Regions from separate parts of the Zea mays genome. Here regions 1 and 3 are each linked to region 2. Evidence: chromatin contacts called from public Hi-C and HiChIP or PLAC-seq data. All regions are on one chromosome and are shown on one strand. Each heading gives the region's core, a stretch centred on a gene start, on an enhancer-like site or on the middle of the called end of the contact. The rest is flanking DNA. Distances are from core to core; before and after follow the strand shown.

The links. Hi-C and Micro-C count contacts between places; a contact is called where the count stands out from the background. HiChIP or PLAC-seq counts read pairs in DNA pulled down with a chosen protein or histone mark.
Region 1: a contact with region 2 is called in a Hi-C map of leaf, with 5 times the contacts expected there. The contact joins the promoter of LOC100284170 here to the promoter of LOC103626047 in region 2. A contact is called at or near these places in 5 of 25 Hi-C or Micro-C datasets (bundle sheath, ear, leaf and 1 more).
Region 3: an H3K4me3 HiChIP or PLAC-seq map of leaf shows a contact between it and region 2, with 8 times the contacts expected there. The contact joins the promoter of LOC103628047 here to the promoter of LOC103626047 in region 2. A contact is called at or near these places in 5 of 25 Hi-C or Micro-C datasets (bundle sheath, ear, endosperm and 2 more) and 1 of 3 datasets of contacts at active chromatin or transcription factors (leaf).

What each region holds. Positions count from the first base shown.
Region 1 is chr5:18,165,272-18,168,628 of Zm-B73-REFERENCE-NAM-5.0, forward strand. LOC100284170 (charged multivesicular body protein 2a) reads left to right here and starts at 1,403. Exons shown (of 11, transcript NM_001157066.2): 1 at 1,403-1,617; 2 at 2,042-2,086; 3 at 2,618-2,652; 4 at 3,205-3,255; 5 at 3,344-3,357. The coding sequence starts at 1,584.
Region 2 is chr5:18,520,856-18,523,806 of Zm-B73-REFERENCE-NAM-5.0, forward strand. It overlaps LOC103626047 (serine/threonine-protein kinase Nek2), which reads left to right and starts at 1,612. Exons shown (of 15, transcript XM_008646429.3): 1 at 1,612-2,014; 2 at 2,869-2,951. The coding sequence starts at 2,917.
Region 3 is chr5:18,089,566-18,092,838 of Zm-B73-REFERENCE-NAM-5.0, forward strand. It overlaps LOC103628047 (histone-binding protein MSI1 homolog), which reads left to right and starts at 1,801. Exons shown (of 7, transcript XM_020537908.2): 1 at 1,801-2,306; 2 at 3,221-3,273. The coding sequence starts at 1,944.

The DNA.
Region 1 (3,357 bases), core at 153-2,652, 360 kb before region 2:
AAATTTCTAACAAAAGTTGTCGTTATTTAGAATTTTAGAGTGCCTGTTACAGTTCGGTTAGAACCGAGGAACCAAACTGAAGAACCGAGAACCGAACTAGTCGGTTCTGGTTTCTTTATCTTGCTATTTCGGTTCTAGTTTTCGAAGAACCAAATTTCTATAAGAATCGAGGAATCGAACCGAACCGAAGAACCGAACGCCCAGTATTGCTTCCTGGCTAATCACCAAATTGCGAGTTATAGACGTTTGATGAGCAGCATATTTGATGTAAAAAAAAAGAGATCGTTCAAGTGATCGTTGGTGTAAAAAAGAGAGCATTCGAGTGATCGTGCTAGAACTGTCGCGCGCAGTGAATTGTCGTGACAAAATTCATTTCCAAACTCAGTGGATTTCATGTACACACCAATAAATACTCATCATATGAGCCTCTAGATTGACTCGACTACCCCGCGAGAATCCCACGACGCCGGCGACGGCCTCCACGACGCTCTGTCCGCGCCGTCGTGGTGAGCGACGATGCGGTGGCCGCCGCCGACAGCCGCGGTGTAGCAACCTGCTTGATCCACGACTTCAGGGAACGGGCTGGTCCTCCGCCGCTCCTCGTCCTTGAGCAGCTCCGCAAGGCTGTCTACAATACTGATGGTTGCAATGCAGTGGTGAAACAACTAAACTAAAATAATAAAATTTATGTATAGTTAGGATCATAAATGGATTATGAAACATTTTCTTATAACAATATAACACATATTTTGTATATAAGTTATCGTGATATTATATGTTTCTGTTACAACGCACGTGCACCCACCTAGTTAGAATATATGTCCTTTGTTATTAATATAAAACATTATCTCTGATACATATTGTCATGTGTAAAAATTATTATATGTACATCAAAATAAATATATTTGTAACAATGAGTGATCTCTTTATAAGATAATTATTTATTTTTATCATTAATTATTACACGAAAACAACATCATATGAAAGTCTAACGGGTCTCCGCTAGAAATCAAGAGAGAGATTGTTTTCCATTCCTGTTTACCCATCATTTTCCGTTTACATCTGTTTACATCTTTGTAGAGAAAGAAACTTCTCTATAATCATTATCTAACTAACTCAGAAATTCCTCGCGGGAATCGAGGACGGGAACCATTGCCATCTCTCCTAGGCACGGATCCAATCCCAATGCGCTGGCGCGCGGGTCTCTCTTCCCGCACACCCCTTGGAATTCCTCCACTGAGATTTGGGTCCCACGCTTACGTGGATCCCATGCTCCATGTCTGAAGCTTGAAGGGGGCCAGGTGCCGCCGTGTAGCGTCGCGCGTTGTTTTTCCGTCCGCAACGGCTAGCGAAGCCTGGAGTGACCTAAAAGCTGGGCTGGGTCGGCAACTGACTGACAAGTGAAAATACCCGTTGGGCTCGGCTCGCGCGGCGCCGTCCTCTCCCACTCTCTACGCACGAACACAGCACGCGCCGCACCCCGCTCTCTCTCTCCTGCGTTCCCATCTGCGGCGGGGAGTGAGCACATTGAGGACGGTCTACTCCTCGTTCGCGTGCGGTTCGTCCCGAGCGATCCGGCAACCATGAACATCTTCAAGAAGAAGGTCGACCCCAAAGGTGCGGCTACTCACTCTTTGATTTCCTTTGTCGCGGGAGGGTGGTGACTGGTCTGGTGTCCCTTTAGGTTCGTGGATCCGCGAGAAATTTGGGGGGTTATCGCCGCCGTTTTATTCGGTGCTCACTGCTGCTTAGCTTCGATTATTCGCGGGGTGGAAGTGCCGTCTCCGCCGCCCGAACTCCGCAGGCGAGGTTCTCGATGGATTTCTGCCTCCGCCAGACCTGGAGGGAGGCCAGCCTGGTTGGGGTTAGGGTTTTAGGGCAACTTGTGCGCTTCTGTGTGAGGAGCGGTCGAGTGGAGGAGTCAAGCGTTCCGTTATGCGTTGCGGATTCTCCGGGAACTCGTTGGGGGGCAAAATGCGGATCACAAGCTTCGTGTGCTGAACGCACTGCTGACGAGTTGCTGTTTGTTTGTCACTTGCAGAGGCTCTCAGGACCAGCAAACGTGAAATGGCGGTCGCCACGCGGGGTGAGCAACCGAGCACTGCTGACCAATTGTTTGCCACTGCTGATGATTTACTGTTAGTAGACTATTAGTTCGCATTGCTACCCAGGCATCGTGGAAAAAGAATTCAGGAATCGCTGGCACATTTGCTAGTCGACATGTGTGTTATATTGAACCAGACTAGCACATGTTCATGAATCTGGAATATAGGTGGATATCTCATAACTTATATTGTTACAGGTTTGGCATATCAAATTACAGTAGCTCTTCGATTTAAAGAATGACGCTTAGGTAGCAGACCTTTTAGCCTTTATTTAATTTTGCTCTCAGTGATGCTAATGAATCCAGCAATCGCTACCATGTTTGCTACTGGATCTTTGTTATATTGAATCAGATCAGCAAAATATCATAAATTTGGTAAATCAATTGGTATTTGATAGTTTCTCTTGTTATAAAGTTCAGATTTAGATGACAGCAGCCCTTCAGTTCAAAATGAGGCTACATAATTTGCAATGCTAATTTTCTGACATCAACTCTCTATTTTACATCTTTTAGGAGTTGAGAGAGAGATTGGTTCCCTGCAAATGGAGGTATGCAGTATGTGCTGTTTGAAACATTTTAGTATAAATTTGAGTGGAGGCATGAAGTGGTTGTGTTAAATGTACCATTGTCTGTTATTCACGGTGCAGTTTTTACTACTACAGTATCCTGTGTTCTTGGAATGACTTGCTGATATCTATGTTCTGACATAATACTGTGTCTACCAAGCTCTAGCCACAATCTAGAAGCAGAAGCTAACCATCCTGAGGCCCCTAGCTAGCTTTCTCATGTGGTCCGAGGTGTGGAGTGCAAAACAAATCTCTGGCCTAGAGGGAGTGTGATACATGTAGTGTTGCTGTCTTGGGCAACTGTTTTTTATTGGTTTATTTCTTAACTTCCCCTACTCTAGCAAATTTGTTTATCTGTTTCTAGGGTACATGGGGCTGCCTTTAATATTTGTTTATTGTTTGTGGACTTCCCTTACTAGAAGTAGAAGCCACAGCGTGGCATGTCAACTTATGGGCCCAGCAGGTTGCCATGCGACCTATCTATGTGCAAGTTGTATTGTCTGGTGTTGGTAATTCCATAGTGTCATTATGCAGGAGAAAAAGCTGGTTGCAGAGATAAAGAAGACTGCCAAGACTGGAAATGAGGTGAGTCTATTAGGAAGTTGAGGGAGATCGGTAGTCTCCAGTTCGCTTTGTCCTATGTTCTGATGATAGATGATCTGAATTTCTCAAGGCTGCAACCAAAAT
Region 2 (2,951 bases), core at 362-2,861:
CGAATATGAGAAAAGAAATTTTATACCCCCAAATTCAGGGTGTTACAGGAGTCTTGGGCAAAACCAAGTTTTGTTTGGGCATGCAACTCAAACACCTCCCTAAAGGAATGTTTGTACAATGTCCACCTACATGAAGATGGTACTTGAGAAGTTTAATAAGAGCGAGCGCCACCTTCTAAAAAAACCCCATGATTGTTTAATTGGATGCGAATAAGACTGTGTTCCTACCCAAGGAAGAGGATGATGAAACTTTGGACATGAAGTTTTATACCTCAACCCCATTGGAGCATTAATGTGCCTCACAAATTGCACATATCTAGATACTGCATTTATTGTAAACTTGTTGGCCTAGTATAGTGTCGCCCCCACCAAGGGGCATTGGGTTGGTGTGAAAACCATCCTCAAACATTTAAAGGGCACTGTGGATCTTGGGTTGTATTTTCCAAAACGAGGGGCTTAACTTTGGTGGGTTATGTTGATGTTGGCTATATGTCTAACCTCCCACAATACTAGACCATAGAGTAGTTTTGTGTTTCTTTGTGGCGGTGCAACCATCTCCTATCAATATATGAAGCAGACCTTGGTTGCCACGTTAACCAACCACTCAAATAATTTCTATGCACGAAGCCACACAAGAATGTGTTCTGCTACGTCGGATGATTAACCACATCTATAAGTCATGTGACATGAATGCCATCAATACCCCTACTATTATTTATGAAGATAATGTGTCTTGCGTTACACAAAAGTATATGAGCTATGTTAATTAAAAGCAATATCGCAAAGCACATCACTCCCAATTTTGTACGCCATGAGCTCCAGAAGAGCGTGGAGATAAATATCCTATAAGCTAAGTCATGTGAAAATCTAGCGGATGTATTCATAAAATCTTTGTCGGTCTCTAACTTAGATTTGTCCATAAAATTGACAAGAGATGACTTAGAGAGTCGTAAGATTCAAGAAGAGGCAAACCCCAAAGTCAGCTTATGATCGTGATCCTGAAGATTACAAGTTGATCTTAATGACCTGATCTGGAAAGCAAATGTTGTACTCCTTTTCTTTTGATGAGTTTTTTACTGAATTTTCTTACACATAAAATGAATTTAGTCAAGAAGAAGTGTTGTGGAATCAAAATCAAGAAAAACACTACATACACATTGAATTGTGACCAAATTATATTCATAATAAGAAGAAAGTCCAACTGTCCAAGAGTTCACATTCTAAATCTTTACACAGCCCTCTTCCCTATGAATAGGCCACTTTCGCCTCTGTGAAACACGCGCGCGCGCACACACAAAAAAGCAAATCAGAATTTCACTCTCCATTCTGGGCTGATTCCTAACAAGAAAAACACTAGTTGAGTATTATTTAATTGATGAAACTTTATTCAATGAACGGTAAAGACAACTAAAAGTAACATAATTCAGCCACTAATAACATTATAAAACCATGTAGATGCGCAGTGTTATTAAAACAAAATTTCTGTTAAGGCACAACGTGTCTTCCTGATTTTAAACCTCCGTATACCGTACTGTATACGATGTACGCCTAAACATGAATACATCCACCAGGACTCCAGGAGCAGTAGCAGCACAAAGCGACAAGCACAAACCCATCGCCAGAATCCAAAATCAAAAGCATCGATTTGATCTCGGCACGGCCCGCCCGCATCCTCTTCTCCTTCCCTGTCGCTTTTTCTGTCTACAGCTTCCATGGCGCTCTCTCTCTCTGAATGAATACTCCTCCATCTTGCCTTCACCTTTTTCCTCCTTTTTATATCAATATATAAAATGTTGAGGTTCCAGGGCAACCAGCGGGTTTGAAGTTTGAACTCAGTCCCTCCCCCCGCAAGCTTTCTCTCTCTCTCTCTCTCTCTCTGATCAAATGTGGCGAGATCTGTGTGAGTAAGCGTGAATACCACTACGGTTTTTCGTCCTCCCCTTCCCTTCTTGAGCTACTTGAGCTACTCTGGTCACTTCTTGGAGCCGGCAACTGCCAGTTGGGGGTTTTTTAGGTGAGTTTTGCCTGTCATTTTTGGGTTTCAGTTCTCTCTTGCTTGCAAGATTTCCTGTATTGATTTTGGTGTGTTCTTTGGAGGCTCGCATTGGGTTTACGTTATTGCTCGTCCTGTCCAACATTTCTCAGTCTACTGGACCTTTTGGGGTTGATATTTCAAAAAAAAAATTGAACGAACTGCATAAGATAGTGCACATTACTATTAAAACAGAAGAGTATGAACAAAGGTTCCTAGGGTGCTCCACAAAAAGGGCAAACAAAAGGTTGATATTTCACATTTGAGTTCTTTGTTGGAAAAGAAGATACTAGTGTTTTTTTCCTGGCTTCCAGTTGCCTGGGGAAACTCTGTCTTTTCAGGATCTACTAGTATCCGGCATTTCCATGAGTTCTTCAGTTTGTCGTTTGGGTTTCAAAGCTTTGCGTTATTCTTCCTAGCTTCAAAAAAAAACGAAAAACCTAACATCGTCGGCTAGTTTTGTCACACAGTTCATTGGCATCACGTGGCGGCTCATCCTATATTTTTGTCTATCTCTAATTTCGACACCACTGTATCCGCACTGAGAATTTGTCGCCATTAGGACCATTAAAGCTGTGCTTTCTAAAAAAAATTACTACAGTACATACTATGTGTAAATAACATGGTAGGGTACTACCCCTGCAATAATGAAGCCGTGCAATGCTTAAATGCAGTTTTTTAAGTCAGAATTACCGAGCCTACAGGCAAACGATTATTAATCTTGGAGCCCTCAAGTTAATTGTTTTCCTGTTTCTTACTTTTCATTCATTTTGTTTACTCCAAATCACAACATTGCTAAGCTAAAATCGTACTGACTCACTGCATTTTCTTTTCAGGACAAAGGGAGCAAAAAAAAACGAACACCTTCCTGAGCTTAAGACAGCATGGATCAGTACGAGGTGCTGGAGCAGATCGGCAA
Region 3 (3,273 bases), core at 551-3,050, 430 kb before region 2:
AATTCTAGGGAATAAAACGTAGCAAGTAATAGATAGTACAAGTCTGTAAAGGTGGAAATGAAATATAACTACAAATAAAAAATATTCTTGGAATTCATTGCTTCTTAACCCCATCTCATGCGCATCCCAACGCAAGAGGTGTCTTTTTTCCCTCACATATATTGGTACGGAACTCTCACGTCGTCCGCAGGCCGTGTCCGAAGTCTGACTCATGTCCGTCGATTTTCAATCATGTGGAGCACAAACAAATGTCGACATGGACAGCTCGACGGACGAGAAATGCTCCCGTGTTTAAGCAGAATATAAATTGAATGAGTACAAATTTGTTATTTTATTTCTCTAGAGAACTCTTGGCCTCTATTTTTTTCACCAATAACTATTAGGTTTCTAGCTAGTGCCTTTAGGATCTCATTGAAATGTTGATCTCCTCGATCACCTCGGCAAATACATTAGTCCAAATAATTACGTTGATCGTCAAACACCAAAATCCATTAATTAAATGAGCTCTAAGACAAAAAAAAAAACCGCATGAAAAAATCAAATAATACCATAAAAATTACTTTTGTGTTAAATTTAAGTTTTATATCAATACACGATAGAAGTTTTTTAAAAAATCTATATGAAGAATATAACGAAACATATAGCTAAATTTTTACTGACGAAATCGAAGTCGTGTGAACCTTGTCGAATGTCCATCTCTTCGAAGGGGCACTGCGAAAGGGGTAGGGTCATGCAACGTCTTCGGTTGAGAGCCAGGACTCGTTGGTTCATCCAAGCTCGTCGGCCATTGGAAACGGGTCACATTATCGCGGCGAGCGAGATTGAGGCGGGCACCGATAAGGGGACATCTAAATAAACTAGATTGAGTAACGTCGGGATGAATGAGGAGAGATGGATACATGCGAGGGCTAGGCTGAGAGGAAGGATGGATCAGAAAGGTTAGACCGACCCAACGAGAATTGTTTTAACCCATCCAAAACTTAACTTTTTATATTTAAGACATTATGTATAAAAGATTATAGAAAATTGGAAGGGGGCATGGCCTACTTTGCCACCACCTATGCATCCACCCTGTACGTGGATGCCTATCTTAATTCACATCATACCATTCTCGATTGAAACCTTAGCAGACAGATCCATCTGATCATGTTCTCTTTCGTTTGTAGTAGGGTAAAATTCAGAACACCGTCAGACTTGGTCAGTTAGATAGTTCCATTGTGTCTGGCGAGAATATCTACGGTTCTACATCGTAGCGTTTTACCCGTATTTTAAGGGGTCTCTAGGGGGTTAAATATAAAAATATAAGAGACGAGCTCTTCGCGAAGTGACAGTCTCTACACGACTTTATATACATAATGTATCTTGACAGCATATATAATATGACTGTTTTAAATATCTTGCATTGTATAATGCAGTTTTTAGATATCTCTTGTACATAGAAAATCGATCAAGACTCTCTAGGTTGTACATGCCACTAAGGAGTTCTCGAATGGATGTGATTACAGGCATGTTCAACGTCCTTCTCTATCAAACTAAGAGTAGCTTTGATCGCCTATTTCTTGTCTCCCTGCTACTCCCACTCTCGTCTTTATTGCTCTCTTTTCCAAACTGTCATGATGTCCATCAACTTTGGAGAAGAGGAAAAGAGGGGTGCTGGGCTCCTCACGGGTGGTGGAGAAGTTGGGCTCTTGTTTTACAAAGGCCATGACATGGGCCTCAAGTAGGCTTCTTCTTTAGCCTGTAGCCCACTCGGCCTGACGCCGACCGATAAACCCCTTCCCCCATCGCTTCGCTTTCGCTCCCATTCCCCACCATCGCCCCCTTTGCTCAATCTCCATCCCACCTGCCAATCAAATCCTTGCGCCTCCTCCCGCCATTTCGCCCCCGCTCACCAGGCTACCCCCCCCCCCCCCCCCCCCCCCAAACCCTAACCCATACCGACGATGCCGAAGGCCGGCAGCGGGGTGGCGGACGAGGAGGACTTCCGCGCCGAGGTGGACGAGCGCCTCATCAACGAGGAGTACAAGATCTGGAAGAAGAACACACCCTTCCTCTACGACCTCGTCATCACACACGCGCTCGAATGGCCTTCCCTCACCGTGCAGTGGCTTCCCGAACGCACCGAGCCGCCGGGGAAGGACCACTGGGTCCAGAAGATGATCCTCGGCACGCACACCTCCGATAACGAGCCCAACTACCTCATGCTCGCGCAGGTCCAGCTGCCCCACGAAGACACCGAGGCCGACGTGCGCCACTACGACGATGAGCACTCCGACAACGGGTTGTTCGGCGCGGCCACCGGCGAGGTGGACTTTCCGACCCCGCCCTTCCCATAAACTCTCCTCTCTGGATCCGCGTGTTCGCTCCTAGCCTCCTATGTGGGGGCGGGCACCTGCAAATTTGTATAACAAAAACAGGATGTTTTTGTGTCGATTTGTTCCGTTATGCTTCAACTAAGGATGTTTGCTACAACACACAATTAGGTAATTTATTTCTTGCGACCATGCTCTGCTTGGTGGGATCTAGGAGTCATTGCAATTGCCGGTTTCAAACTTTGCCTTAATTATAATCTCGGGTCATTTATTTGGGCATGCTGTTTTCGAGGGTAGAGTCATGCGTGGATGAACTTTCTATAGTTTGCTTTGCAAATAAACACGTGGGCTGTTGATTAATGTTTGTTGTACAGGTGGAGCGGACCATTTCTGTTTAATGGTTAAATGAACTTTTGTTGTTACATGTGAAACTGAAACTAGTTGCTTATTATTTATTTTTCTTTGTTACTACCATTGTGCTGAACTATGCCCTACAAAAGTACTGGATGCGGCTTTAGTTGATAACTTGATTTAGCACCTTAATTTGGCAGTTCAGTGGTAGCATCTCCAGTTAAGAATCATGTTGTTCCTCTTCTTTCTTGAGAACAACTAGTGAAGCGGGGACAAGCTATCCCCATCTACTTTTCTCGTGGAAAGATCAACTTTAGGAAGTTTTTTCTGTTCACATTAACTTTTAATCTGCCGGATAACTGTGTTTTTACGTGAATGCTGAAGCCTAGGTTTTGGCTCCCTCTTCTGAAGCCAGGATTTTATTTCTTACATGTTCAAGAGGAAGTTTTTAGCCTTAGACTTGCTCAGTTTACCCTCTCCTTTTTTGCATTTTATTGTTGCATTGTGCATGCTCTGGTATGATTGATATATATTTTTTCTATAATTGCAACTTCCAGTATGGAGGATGCATTTCAGCTGCTGAATATTGGTGGACTAATTGTTCTGAGCC